Regions from separate parts of the Mus musculus genome. Here all the other regions are linked to region 3. Evidence: chromatin contacts called from public Hi-C data. All regions are on one chromosome and are shown on one strand. Each heading gives the region's core, a stretch centred on a gene start, on an enhancer-like site or on the middle of the called end of the contact. The rest is flanking DNA. Distances are from core to core; before and after follow the strand shown. Region 1 overlaps Hivep3 (human immunodeficiency virus type I enhancer binding protein 3). Region 2 has its middle 14 kb from the start of Gm35957. Region 3 overlaps Hivep3 (human immunodeficiency virus type I enhancer binding protein 3).

Region 1 (2,700 bases), core at 72-2,571, 180 kb after region 3:
ATCTACCATACATGCATAATGGCATGCACTCATCATGCACTGATTATTATTACATATGATAAATTTAGTAAGCGCTCAATATACAAAATCATAGAAATAAGTTACTTGTCTATACACTGGCAATGATCTATCTTAAAAGTAAGGTAGGAAAACAATATCATTTGCAGTGGTACACAAAACAATAATATAGTTAGGAATAAACTTAACCAAGGAAAGGAAAGAGTTATATACCAAAACCAAAAAAATTCTCATTAAGAAAAATTGAAGACCCAAATGTAAAGGCATCTTGCATCTCATGTTCATGAACTAGAAGAATTAATGTTGTTTAATTTCCATACTGTCCTAAGAAATCTACAGATTTGGTGTATAAACATACTAACATGCTCTTTACAGGAATAGATAAAACCCAATTTTATATATATATGAAAATCCCTATGAAAAACTAAATCCTGAAGAAAAATAAGAAAGCTGGAAACAATGCACCTCTTGGTTGCAAATTATGTTACAAAGATACAGTAATCAAAGCAGTACAGTATTAGGCATATAGACCAGTGAAACAGAATAGAGATCTCAAAATAAACCCATACATCTATGGCCACCCATCTTTTGCCAAGAATACACAATGATGTATTCATATCCACATATGGAGAAATGAGACTGAAGCTTTACCTTATATCACACCTACAAAAATCAACTCAAAGTGGATTAAGGACTTAAATGTAAAACCTAGAATTGGATCTCACCGTCACACAGGAGAAAAACTTCATGGCACAATCAGATTGGCTGTTGAGTTGAGCTCCTTCCTGATCCTATTAAAAGCATTGCTGTTTGGGGGTGGGGGTGGGGCTCGGGAGATGACCCGATGGGTGATGTGATTGTTGCACGGGCATGAGGACCTCAGTTTGGGTTTTCAGCTCCCACATAAAGAGCTAGAACAGGAGGTGTGCGCCTGTAATTGCAGTGCCAGGGAGGCGGAGCTAGGGGTGGGGGGAGGGAGAGGCATGATCTCCCATTTGAACTCAGAGCTTGCATATTGGGCTAGTCTCGCCAGCCTGTCCTGGGGGGGGGGGGGTCTCCCGTTTCCACCTCCTGAGGTCTGGGGTTACAGCCAGCCTGCCTGACATTTACGTGGGTGCTTTACCTGCTGAGCCATTTCCACACTCTTCCTTTCTTTCTTGATAGAAGCTATCCTAACTAACGTGGGTGAGAGGGGATTGGATTCTGGGCTTGAGTTCCTTTTCTCTAATAATCAGACCTGCTGGACATCTTTCCCTGTGCTTATTGGTTATTTGAAGAACTTCAGAGACGTCTGCTGGAGTCCTGTGGTCATTTTAAAAGCAGAAGTCCTTGCTTTTGTTGTTGCTGATTCGTAGGCATTCTTTACTGCATGGAACTTACTCTGTCAGAGCTATAACTACAGCTATGTCCTCTCAGTCTGCAGGCTTTTCACCCTCTTCTGATTTGACCATTGACGTGTAGGGGTCACTGATCTCAATGCTGTCCAGTTTAATCTTTTTGACTTTTTTGCTTTGTGTTATATTTAAAATATCATTACTAGTTCCAACATCACAAGGCTTTTCCTGTATGTTTTCTTCTAAGGGTTTTATAGTTTTGGCTTTGTGTTGAGGTCTTGTTTCCAATTTGAGTTGACTTAGGCCGTTTTCAGTTGGACTGGCCCTGTATGAGGAGTTCCGTGGAACATTTGAGATGGAGCAGATAAATAAAACATGTTGCAGAGTGGTCATGACTGCATGCCACTGCAAGGACAGTAATGTCCACCTGCCACACAGGCATGAAGAGAGAGACTGTAGGCAGTGCCCTTGTTCACTGTGGGCATAGTCAACAACAGTGATCTGCCCTTCTAGTATACTTATAGGATGTGTGTGCTTCTATGCCTGTGCGCCCACTCACATGCCTGTGTGTATATGTATGCCTGTGTATGTGTGTGTGTGTGTGTGTGTGTGTGTGTGTGTGTGTGTGTGTGTGATGTTGTAGTGTGTTCTTTCCTTAATTAAAAAATTATCTATCTACTGTGTGTATATGAGTGAGCACATGTGTACCATGGACAATTTGTGAAACTTGGTTCTCTCCTTCTGCCGTGTAGATTCCAGAAATTGACCTCAGGTGATCTGGCTTGGCACCAAGTACCCCTACCCACTGAGCCATCTTGCCACTGGCCCTGTTGTCCCATGTCCTATATATGTCCCTTCATGGTAGACAGAAGAACCCTAACTACTTAGGCAGCTTTTTGTACCAATGTCACTTAAACAAAATGTGGTCAAAAGACAGCTGGAGACCTACTGGGCGCTGACAAGCATACAGGCTGCTGTAGAATCCAGATCTGTTCCAGGCAGTGATCCTGGCAGAGCACAGTAGCCAGAAGATACGAGTCTGACCCGGTCTCCTGACAGGTTCTAGTCTTCCCCAGGGTGTCCTCAGTAGCACTTCCTGGCCCATTGAAGATAAGTAGGTCGGCTTAAGTTCACAAGTGCCCACTGAGTTCTCTCGGTGTCCAGACATGGCTTTGGATGCTTCTAGGGAAGGCAGATAAAAATAAATGACAAGGCAGGAGGGCAGCATGCTAACTAGGTGGATAACAATGGGCAACCCAGTGGATGAATTAGCCCCAAGCATCTGGGCTCTGCTGGGCCCCTGCTGATATGAGCTGCGACCCCAATGCTGGCTCATTTTCAGCATCAC
Region 2 (2,700 bases), core at 107-2,606, 170 kb before region 3:
AAAAAGGGGGGAGGGGAGGGATTAAAGGAGAGGTGCTAAGCCAGGGAGACATTAGGAAGCCAAGGCTAGAATCCAGAATGAGGTGATCCAGGCTAAGACAGGTGGTGACATAGGATGGATCCTGGAAGAAATAGACCCCAGATGACAAGCCATATAAACAGCAACTGCCTTCCTATAACAGGACAAACACTCACCAGAGCCACTGACAGAATTGTTCAAGTTCAAGAAACCATTTTGTGTGTGTATCCCCAAAGCTACTGGATGGAATGGGGCTAATGAGAAGCCTCTATAGGAAACAGATCTTCCTTCTTCACAAGAAGGGAGGGTAGCATTTAGCTCGAGTGGGAAACTCCTTCAGTGCAGGCTGTTGTAATTCTTGGCTAAGTCAACACTCATTATTCTAGCCATTCTAGCCTCTGAAGTGTGGAGGTCGCAGAGGGGAGGCCCCGATCCAGAGCAGCAGCCTCACTTCCCCACTTACTGATGGAAGACACAGGCACTCTAGGCACGAAGAGTTGGGGGTGTAAAGGGCGATTATTTTGATGTTGTTGCCCAGAGAAGGGGTGTAAGTCTGACTGTTTTGAAGTGGAACCATTAGAACACGTTGGTATTTCTTTTTCTGTGATTTGGTTGGAGAATGTTCTTGTAGGAACTCTGTTCTCTGGTGACCCTGTTAAACCAGTGCTGGAGAGCCCATGTGCATCCTGTGGGTGCTGGGGAAGTTGCCCACCCCGGCGCTTTTCTTTTCTGCTGAAACTCAAACTGTGTGCTGCTGTGAGAGGCTGGGTGAGATGTTTGAATGACCACACTGACTGGAAAACAGGATAATGTGGGGGAAGCAAATGAGATTTGCACAGGAAACCACAAAGACAGAGAGGATATGGTTGGGAATGCTGAGTTCACTCTTCTCTTGGTACTTTACATATTTCTGGCTTAGAATGCAGCATTTCTTAAATATTCATATTTATAAATTCATAGGTGGAATTATATTGTGTAATTGAACGGGAACAAACTGTATAAATCTCTCTCTCTCTCTTTCTCTCTCCCTCCCTCCCTCTCCCCTTTTCCTCTTTCTCCCTCTTCCCCTCCCTCCCTCCCCCTCTCTCTGCACAAAGACTTTGGTCTTGATTTTTCAATATCTTTTAGGCTGGTGTTTCTCAATAACTTCTGTTTTGTTTTTTTTTTTTAATCCCCTGACCCATTTGGCGCTACCTGGAGACGTGGCTGGTTGTTGTAGCTAGGGTTGGCCTATGTACTTCCTAGCAGTTGGTGGGTAGAGACAAGAGATGCTGTTGACTATTTGTTCTAGGACACACAGCATCATGTCTTTTCTGCCACAGAGAACTGTGCAGCCCAACGTGTCACAGTCGTCAAGGTGGGAAACTTGTCATGATAGATGATTATGCAGATTCTTATCAAGAGCAAGTTGAGGGTCAGGGAAGAAGAAGGGGGAGAAACAGAGAAAGCAAAACTTTCTCTTTGGAGTATCATATCTGACATCCAGAAGGAGACCCAGTTAAGCTGAACTACTCTCTGCCACTGGGAGCTCTCTCAAAAGCTCGATTGCTCAACTCAGTAGTTTGGAACAGGAAGTGGAGGCCCTCGTAGTGGCAGGAAGCTGAAGGGGTGATGATTTGTAGAGGCAGAAGGTTTATATGCTGAGCAGGGCAGCCGGGCCCTACCAGAATGCTTTTGTAAAGTTCTAGGGACGTTTTCAAAGGTTGTCTTGTTGAGGACATTGAATGTGGTGCTGAGAAGACACAGCCTTTGCTCCAGCATTGTGACCTTCTAGAAGGCCATGGGTCTGAAGGCCTGTGTACATTCCAAATCGTCCCAAGAAGACAGCCAACAGCATTTTCAGGTTGCATCTTCTCCCCATGTCTCTTTAACATTCTCTTTTAACTACAGGAAATTTGAAGCATAAATAAAAATAAAGAAAATAGTAAGAGTCTTATCTGTATACTGCCCATCTTCAGTGACTGTCACCTGCAAACTAATTGGGATCTGTATTCCATCCCTGACTGTCCCCTTTTCCTAGTGTTGGGAATCAAACCAAGAGCCTTGCACATACTAGACAAGCTCTCCCACTGAGCTATGTCCCTAGACTATCTAACCCTCCTTTCTCTTAAGTGTGGACATAGAGTAAAAAGCTGCTGGTTTCCTGCTTGGGCAGTCAAGGAGATAAGTGGTTTTGGATGCTTCAGTCTCCCTAGAGGAAAACCGATGATGGACACACCACAATTAGAGGAGCCACGAGGGCTGCCTGTAAAAGGAGTAGGTTAGGTATATCAGGCATGGAGTGAGGGGTGGAGCTTAGCTCTTCTAGGTGAGTGAGCACAAGCCTTCAGAGACAGTTTGTTTCTTTTGAATGAGATGGAGGAGCCTGGATGGAGGAGCACACCTGGAATGCTCTCCTGGCAGAATCCCACATAAGGATCTAGGCACAGAGGCTTGTGTTTCTGGAAACAGCATAGCTACCTCATCTCCTTCCTGCTTCACCCCAGGTGTGCAGGGGTGGTGAGTGCCGAGTGTTCAGGGTCGACTCTGGCTCTCGTCTGGTGGCTTCTTGTGGAGTGGCTCCTCTCTAAAAGCATAAGCTGGAGAGGCAGGCACTTGTTAGTCTGAGAGGCCCTTTGTCCTCTGTCCCTGCATCTGGCAGCAGAGGAAGGCCTCCTTTCCCAGCGTCAGTAGCCTACCCCA
Region 3 (2,700 bases), core at 24-2,523:
GGCTCTGCTCCATCATGTCTTTCTTGTTCTGAGGCCATCTTGATGGCTATCCAAGCAGATGGGGGTGAAGTGAGGTGGCCAGTATGGAGGGTGGCAGAGATGAGCCATTAGTCCTCACCTAGAGCCTTCTCCATGATTGAGGAGATGGCAAGAAAACAGATAAGGTTCAGAACTGTGTGCTTCCCCAGGAAGGTGCAGACAGAGCCTCGAGGACCTCCGGGAGGGAAGCCTTCCCATGCAGAGTGGCTGGGGAGAAGTCAGGTGTGTACAGTCTAAGTGGGAGTGGCTTGCTTGGTCATGCTTTTCTTACCTTATTCCTGATAGAGATGTGAGAAGGTGCATTCTATATGAAAGGAAAAGGAAGTTGACATGGAAATCAAGGAAAATACAATAGAATCATGGGGCAGGGCAGGGCGAGACATAAGCCTGCTAGAGATGATAAGTCAATTTGGGTTAAGCAATGACAGCAAGAGGGAGAGGCTGGTCACTTGCCGGTCATCTCATCCATGGGGTCTAAGTGTACTAGATGCAGAGACTGAGAGGCTGCGGAGAGCTGACACACAGCAGGGGATGCTGAGGCACCGTGCTGAAGGGTATCGCTGAGGTAATCATGGCCTTCCAGGAAGAATGCTTCTAAGGGAATGCTGCCAAAGAAGAGTGTTCTTGGCCAAGGAAACAGCATGGGCCGGGCTCCATGTCTTTGTCAAGGTCCAGTGGAGGGCATGCCTGCTGTCTCTTGTCAGCGTGGTCCTTAGATGGCATGACCCAGTGGGTCTCTGGGGACTTGTGAAAACAGTTTGAGGGTAGATGACTTTGCACAGGTAAGGGGCCACAGGGAGACATAATGCTGGATATGAGAGACTCACTCTATTTACATGCCAGGGACAAGACAGGGGTCAGGGCTTCTGTGGCCCTTGTGGTTGGAACTGTCAGTAGCTGGACCAGTGCCTGAGGAGGTGGAACCCGGGCAGGTCAAGAAGCCTGATTGGGTAGCCTACCTCCTGGTCTCAGCCCACATACTCCGCAAAGTCACCTCTATAAGGGCACTCCCAGGCATTTTTCTCACGAAATTGAAAACAACAACACATGCTCTGCGACCCATCAGGAAGCAAGTGGAGAAACCTGAGCTGCCCCACGCTCCAGCCTCCTATTTTGGGGGCTTTGTCTGTTCTATTTTTGAGGTTGGTGAACTGGTTTCCTGTTTGTTATAAAACGGGTGTTGTCACCGTCTGGGTCTGCCCTAGCTCTGGCCTGGCCCAAAAGGAGGTGGACTCAACATCTCTGCCTGGGGTCAGTTCTGTTCTGCGCTAAGACCAGAGGGGAGCCAGGATCCACACAGTCTGGGCACCCGCTGGCTGGCACACGAGGTGGGCAGCGAGCATGGTGCGGGCTGTTGTACTCCTTCTCGTGGTGCCCTCGATCCCTTGCCATTCCTGAGAGACTAGCTGCACATCATAAAGAGGGATATTTCATAATGGAAGGCCAGGCAAAGCACGAGGCTGGGCCTTAGAGGAGATCCATCGGTGTCTGGAAGGATGTCAGAGAGGAAAGTCAGAAACCTCCCGCTAATTGGCACTTTCTAAATGACTGTCAATTTTTACAATTTTACAACCCACTTTTTCTTAAATTATCATTGATCATTCTCACTGATAAGGAGCCTGAGGCTCAAGGACCATGGATTCAGTGTAGAGCCCTGGACCACAGCCTCCTTCTCCCTCCCTGCCCCCACCTCATTTTGAGTGAAGTTGCAGTGGACAGAAGAGCTTGGGAGGCGGCAGGGGTGGAAAGGGAACGAACTTGTGGTCTCTAGCTACTGCTTTCCCAAGCTGCTTGGGTACTTCCTAAATGACCAGGGAAGTGGTGGCCCTGTGTCAGAGGACAGAGTGACTCACAGGGAGGTGACCCAGCTCTCCAGCCAGGAGCAGGGAGGGCTTAAGTTCATAGACACTTTCTCCCAGAGCAGCCAGAGGGTCAGGTCCCAAAGGGGTGTCTAGGTCATGATGTCTCTTCTGCATTTCCCAACTCCTTACCTGCCCCCCCCCCAGCCTCTCACCCCTGTTCTACCCTCTGACATACCCACACCAGAGTCTCTAAACTCTTTTCTTTGTCTTTTGAGATTAAAACAAAAAAGAAACCTTCTAGAAGTATTGGTGTCCTTGTGGGCTGGCTCTCTCATGTCCTTGGTAGCTTAGGGTGGTTTCAGCCTGCATCTGGGCTCCAAGCACATTATAGTATGGATAGCTGAGATGTTTCATTGCATATTCCTCAATGGCTGATGCTCACACTATACAAGCTTCTTGCTAGAGTTTCTGCAGCCACTCTCTAGAGCAGTGGTTCTCAACCTTCCTAATGCTGGGACCTCTTCATACGTTCCTCATGTCCTGGTGACTAGTGGCCATAACATTATTTTGTTGCTATTTCATAAGTATAGTTTTGCTACTTTTATGAGCTGTAACGTGAACGTTGGCTATGTGGGATAGCCGATAAGTGGCTGGAAAGGTTCATGACCCACAGGTTGAGATCCACTACTCTAGCAGCATTCTTAAGACTCAGTAGCTCTAGTTCTCTGTGTAGTGCCATGATGGGGCTGGACAGGACAGATCAGGAAGAACGACATCACTCTGGAGACTGTGGAAGAAGGACAGAGGAAACCTCAGAGAGGAGGGGAGTGATGATTCCCAAGGAATTACCTGTGGCAGG

What was found. Hi-C and Micro-C count contacts between places; a contact is called where the count stands out from the background.
Region 1: a Hi-C map of bone marrow-derived macrophages shows a contact between it and region 3, with 47 read pairs. The contact joins two enhancer-like sites. A contact is called at or near these places in 4 of 39 promoter capture datasets (the C10 cell line, hippocampal neurons, liver and 1 more), 1 of 15 datasets of contacts at CTCF or cohesin (CD8 T cells), 6 of 484 Hi-C or Micro-C datasets (the C3H10T1/2 cell line, CD8 T cells, bone marrow-derived macrophages and 2 more), 2 of 115 datasets of contacts at active chromatin or transcription factors (both in microglia) and 3 of 9 other capture datasets (adipose tissue, embryonic stem cells and liver).
Region 2: a contact with region 3 is called in a Hi-C map of bone marrow-derived macrophages, with 2.6 times the contacts expected there. The contact joins two enhancer-like sites. A contact is called at or near these places in 8 of 39 promoter capture datasets (the 3T3-L1 cell line, 3T3-L1-derived adipocytes, embryonic stem cells and 4 more), 2 of 484 Hi-C or Micro-C datasets (the N1E-115 cell line and bone marrow-derived macrophages) and 3 of 115 datasets of contacts at active chromatin or transcription factors (VIP interneurons and bone marrow-derived macrophages).

The regions. Positions count from the first base shown.
Region 1 is chr4:120,086,615-120,089,314 of GRCm38.p6, forward strand. All of the region lies in intron 3 of Hivep3 (human immunodeficiency virus type I enhancer binding protein 3), which reads left to right. Among named protein-coding and RNA genes, the nearest start is that of Gm36215, 13 kb to the left of the region's middle. Within about 2 kb of position 1,322, at least 5 of the 459 cell types and tissues checked have an H3K27ac peak or open chromatin away from gene starts, as enhancers often do. A contact at or near this core is called in bone marrow-derived macrophages and microglia, where this site is marked.
Region 2 is chr4:119,737,240-119,739,939 of GRCm38.p6, forward strand. It overlaps a transcript of Hivep3 not described here. Among named protein-coding and RNA genes, the nearest start is that of Gm35957, 14 kb to the left of the region's middle. Within about 2 kb of position 1,357, at least 87 of the 459 cell types and tissues checked have an H3K27ac peak or open chromatin away from gene starts, as enhancers often do. A contact at or near this core is called in bone marrow-derived macrophages, where this site is marked.
Region 3 is chr4:119,910,573-119,913,272 of GRCm38.p6, forward strand. All of the region lies in intron 1 of Hivep3 (human immunodeficiency virus type I enhancer binding protein 3), which reads left to right. Among named protein-coding and RNA genes, the nearest start is that of Hivep3, 97 kb to the left of the region's middle. Within about 2 kb of position 1,274, at least 25 of the 459 cell types and tissues checked have an H3K27ac peak or open chromatin away from gene starts, as enhancers often do. A contact at or near this core is called in bone marrow-derived macrophages and microglia, where this site is marked.